Linked DNA regions of Bombyx mori: region 1 is linked to region 2. A link is a contact called in public Hi-C data. All regions are on one chromosome and are shown on one strand. Each heading gives the region's core, a stretch centred on a gene start, on an enhancer-like site or on the middle of the called end of the contact. The rest is flanking DNA. Distances are from core to core; before and after follow the strand shown.

The links. A called contact is a pair of places that touch in the nucleus more often than the background predicts.
Region 1: a Hi-C map of midgut shows a contact between it and region 2, with 2.2 times the contacts expected there. The contact joins the promoter of LOC692985 here to the enhancer-like site in region 2. A contact is called at or near these places in 5 of 7 Hi-C or Micro-C datasets (midgut, posterior silk gland, an unstated tissue and 1 more).

What each region holds. Positions count from the first base shown.
Region 1 is chr20:556,836-559,535 of ASM3026992v2, forward strand. It overlaps LOC692985 (vacuolar ATP synthase subunit G), which reads left to right and starts at 1,253. Exons shown (of 4, transcript NM_001046822.1): 1 at 1,253-1,423; 2 at 2,341-2,441. The coding sequence starts at 1,342.
Region 2 is chr20:521,494-524,193 of ASM3026992v2, forward strand. LOC101741011 (E3 ubiquitin-protein ligase MYLIP) reads right to left here. Exons shown (of 6, transcript XM_004926892.4): 4 at 2,347-2,526; 5 at 2,115-2,260; 6 at 697-1,666. The coding sequence ends at 1,567. LOC134200718 (a long non-coding RNA gene) reads left to right here. Exons shown (of 3, transcript XR_009975758.1): 2 at 1-2,273. Among protein-coding and RNA genes, the nearest start is that of LOC134200718, 3.3 kb to the left of the region's middle. Within about 2 kb of position 1,433, at least 8 of the 8 cell types and tissues checked have open chromatin away from gene starts, as enhancers often do.

The DNA of each region.
Region 1 (2,700 bases), core at 3-2,502, 35 kb after region 2:
CATTTGTTTTGATCATGTATAGTTGATTTGAAATTGGTAGAAACAAAATTGCATTTGCTATTTCTCTTGGGGCTGTGAATAAGAAAGAGACAGATGCACGGAAAATCCAATAGAGAGTGACAAATATATTGAACTGTTTAATCATTGGTAGGACATTGTTTAAAAGTCCATATGGGTATGTCCACTATTTGGTCTATTTTAAATAAGAAGTATATAGCCGTTATAAAATACAATTTAAACATCGAACTCATATCTCAAGGTAGCATACATACTGCAACGATGTCTATGGCTTCCGTTAGTCCCGTTATCCACGAATTTCGTTAAGTCGCCTGCGTCTGCTCGTTTAAAAAATTCAAAAAATACGACAATGTTGCAGTAAAATTTATACAGTTTTGCCCAGTTTGTGGAACTTATAGAATTGTTTTTCCTTCTTCACAAAATGTGAGAAAAAGAAACTAAGTTGCAGGACGTGGCCAGGCGAGTTCTTTCAAAACGTTTACTAAAGCCTCAGTATATTCCCACAATCTTACTAGGGGCATGATTACATTTCATCATAATTTAATTTTAATTCAATCTATTTCATCCCATTGATAAATAGCTCAGATAAATCAAGATTAATTCATTCCTCTCCATTATACTTTTCCTTTCACAAAGTTTAAGTATGTAAACATCAATATGAGAAAATAAATAAACTCGACATGAAAAAGGAGATTTTTAAGACAAAATTTTGAAAAAATGGCTGATAATTTACAGAGCGGTAAAAAGCAAAATTATTGATATTTTTATCATCATGCCTTGTAGGCCAATTCATAGATTAAGAAAATATAAATTAAAATATTTAAATACATAGGTAGGTAGATACACTTTTGTTCTCAAATATATTAAGTGTATAATCTATGCACTTTTGTCATTTTATTTGCTTTCTTGCTTTTAGTGACATCTGTGAGAATTTGGAAGAAGCTTTGATCGTACAGTCCAGTTATAGGTACGTTCCGTTATCATTGATTCTTGTGTTGATAGTAAGAAAAAAAAAATCATTCACACTTACTTTGCATGATATAAAAAAGAAGAGGAAATAATCACTATATTATGAATATCTTAGAAAAGAGTTTACGAAAAAACAAACAAATATAAAATGGAAATTTTAATTGTGGAATCAACATCACACTCCGTTATACGCAAAACATTCAGACCACGAGCTGACTGTAGCGCCACTTGCGACAACATACATAACTAATTAAATCATATGACTTTCGTCACGACTCTTCATATCGCTTTATTGATTCGTGTCTCGGTTCTCGTACTCGGTCTTGGTCTACATAGTTTTTGTGTGTTTTCGATATGGCGAGTCAGACCCAAGGAATCCAACAGCTTCTAGCTGCTGAAAAACGCGCTGCGGAGAAAGTCAGCGAGGCAAGGAAGCGTAAGTTTTCGTTTCGTAGTTTTAATCACATTACGCCCTTTGCTGTTTCTTGGGAAAAAAACATATATCCTTGTCCTATGATCTGTAGTAACATGTAATATTCTATTAACTTTTTACTTCCTATGTGTTTAAAATAATCAAAATTCATATTTTGAGCAGAATCCATGGTCGTCACATGATTTAATTCAAATCATCGATATTACAGAGCTCACAATCCTATTCTTCATTGATTATGAAAATGAAACTTGACGAGTAACCAATCTTAATTGTTGTAAAATACTAAAATGATATTCCTAACACCAATACAACGACAGTGGGGCAAATGATGATATGATGATGAAAAGTTGTCTCACCCGATTAATTGGACTTAGCTTACTTGAAATTCCACCATCCTGATTATTATTCCCGCGAAGCAGATAAGCGTAAATTAGGTTGGCCGTCACTCATATAAGACATAAAAAAGGAACTACAAACTAACATAATTTCGTTTAGTTTCATTAAATCTTGAATGTTGATGAATTAGGAGTAATCTCTAAAAATACTCAATCTATAACTTATTTTGAGCATTTCTGGGGTTTGAGTTATCTCTGCAAAATTACATCAGATACCATTTAGTTATGACTAAATACAGAAATTATGAAATTTTCAAATTTCTATTAATATTGTTAGCCTCTCGTCCAATTGTTTTAATACAGAATCACATCTTAGGCATCATATACTATTACAAAATAACCTTTAATTGGTTATTTAATTTAAGGGCACCTTCTTTACTTAAATGATACACTTTTTGATATGACATAAATTCACCAGACAAATAGAATAAAAAAATAAACAAAAAGAAGTCTATAGTTTTTACCAAAAAATGATTATGTTAATGTTGTAAGAAAAGGTATAAAAATGAAATGTTTTTATAACAGGAAAAGCGAAACGCCTAAAGCAGGCCAAGGAGGAGGCTCAAGATGAAGTTGAAAAGTACAGACAGGAGCGTGAAAGGCAGTTCAAAGAATTTGAAGCCAAGGTATGTAAACATTCACAAAAAGTCCACTGTAACTCTACTGTAAAATTGTCAATCCCCAGCAAATTAGGTTAAATAATATCGACGCTTGAAAGGCAAACGTGACTAAGCGACAATAACTGCTTTGTACATAAATGATAGGCAATAACCATATTCGATGCGCAAAAAATATATATTTCTAGGTCTATTAAAATCATTTCAATCCTACAGCTACTAGCTAGATTCTACTACAGCTAGATTCGTTAAAATAAAATTTGTTTTC
Region 2 (2,700 bases), core at 183-2,682:
ATCAATAAAGCCCATAATGGCAATATTTAAGGACAATGAAAGGACAAACATATTTCATTACTATACTATATACTTGACTTGTAACTATAATTGAGACCTTAGAACTTATATCTCAAGGTGGGTGGCGCATTTACGTTGTAGATGTCTATGGGCTCCAGTAACCACTTAACACCAGGTGGGCTGTGAGCTCGTCCACTCATCTAAACAATAAAAAAAAATAAAAAAAAACTGTTTTTTGGTGTAGCAGTAACTATCTTAGAACATCATTATTGTAATATTTTTTATAAAAGCCTGAATTAATAAAAGTTATACGCAAACAACATTCAGGTCACCAGTCTACCCAGCAACGTTTGCTCAGTGGAAGACCCACCCTTTGTCGTTTCCTCCAAATGTATTTCCATATTTTTTTAAACACTATGTTTTGAATATGTAAATAGTATTTTTTGATACATATTAGAAACAATTTAAGTTACGGCCATCTCTTGACCAGCTGCACACTGTCTGTCCGCCCTCTGTATGCCCTTTGGAATAGGAACCCTTAAATTGACAATTTAAGATACAGATCATATATATTCTTGTATACTTTATATATTAGTGTACCATTTCTAGAAGTATACACAATAATATTGGGAGTCTTCTTAATTTTGTTAATTAATAATTTAATATTAAGATCAAATAATAATGAAAACAAGTGAATAATTCTATAATTTTTTTATTTTGTTAAATCACTTACAGACCATAGGTCTTACAAAATAAACTATTGTTATAACTTAAATTAGAAAATATATCAACTTAATATTAAACAATAATTCAAGAAATTAGATCACGATTAGTGGTCAATAATAACAAAGCTGTACGAGAAAAATGCAATTAATAAAGATATTTTTTGTTTATTTTTCATTTCCTTTTTTTTTTAAATCACAATTTATTTGAAATACAATTCGCCTTCTAAAACGAAGGCATTAAACTTTTTTTTTTCTTATTTTAAAAACTTATAACGAAAATTCTTGTGAAAAACGCAAGTAATGAGTAATAAGTACAATACCAGTGGATAATCAATAATATAAAAAATCTGCATAAGAGTTAAAAAATGCTTAAAGAATAATTTGAACTTTGAAACTATTTCTGATTTAACTTTAGGTACATACGTACAACATCATTGACACAAACAAAACTAAGTCATACATACAGTACATAAAGATATCCGTTGTCGATATTAGAAATCAATTTCAACACATGGAATGCGACCATTTTGTTTGACTGCCGACTGGCTGGCTTAGAGCGCGTGGACTGCGATACCCCGGCTGACTCTTGTTAATCAATCGGCTATGGACGAATACTTATTTCATATAAAAATGCACTTTTCATTATTCTGACTAGACCGCACACACACTTGTTAGCCCTCCTGTCACCGTCACACCGGGCTGTCACACTGACACTGACAAGCAAATGTCGATTGTTTTCACAATTGAATGTCTAAGGGCCTTCTGGACCGCTTCGTCGCGGGCTCCCAATCTTTGAATAGCAAATTCGTCAGGATCGGCGATCGATTGTGGGTTGTAGTTTTCATTTGACGATCAGACCGGGGTTCTTTTGGTACTCCATCGGGAGGAAGATGTGCATCAGTTTCTCGATTTCGCCTCTGCACAACGGACAGCGGTTGCATCTGTAAACAAATAACAAAATCACAATTATAAATACGATTCAAAAAACTTCTTTATTTCAACACGTCATATTCATCAAATTTTGAATGTGTAAAACTTAATATATCAATATAGTAATCTGTGATGTGAACTGAAACAATTCTCGTATCTCTAAATATGAGATATTTTTACCTTTATCTTTTCCTCGGATAAGTTCATTCTGAACTAATGAGTTATTGTATGTAATGGAGAGAGTCTTGTATTAAAATATTCCTTTGATTTTAATAATGTTTTAAATATTTACTAAATCAACGTATAGATGTCGCTATCATCAAGTTTTAACATATCAGCTGAACTTATGTTATATTAATGGACTTCATAAGCTATTGTAGAAGCAGCAGTCAATAGTTTATCTTAATATTATTAGTAATTTTTGATTGCTTAGACATGGTTCTTAAGTTAGTTAGTTACCTAGGAGCGCACTGTCCGCAGCAGACCACGTGTCGACACGGCAGGAACAGCGAGTCGATGGGCTCGTCCATGCACACGCGACACGCCAGCGCCTCACCGCCGCCGCCGCTACTGCTGCTGCTGCTGCTCGATCTTGAACGGGTTTTCTGTGACAACAAGGTAAATTTTTATTTCTAGAAGAAATTTGAGGGGAAAGCAGATCTGGGCGGTTTGTAGGTGACTGCGTGCATACCTCGTGTCCCACCCGTGCGGGCGGCGCGGCGGGGGGCGCGGCGGGCGGTGCGGCGCGCGGGGCGGTGCGGTGTGCGGCGCGGCGCGCGCGGTCGTGCACCTCGCGGCACGTGCGCCGGATGTCGAACACGTAGCGGCGGCCCAGCGTCGTGGAGTCCTTGAATATCGATGCTATTGTGCCCTGTTCAAAATATTAACATTTATTTTTTAAGCAACTTTGTAAATCTTTACATTAAGACGTGAAGCCAAAACTTGCGTGGACAGAAGAGTATGACATTTGCCACACTTATAGAGAATAATAATAATATAGAGATGAAGTGCAGAATTTTTTTTTTTGGAGTTTACTCCTTTAGAA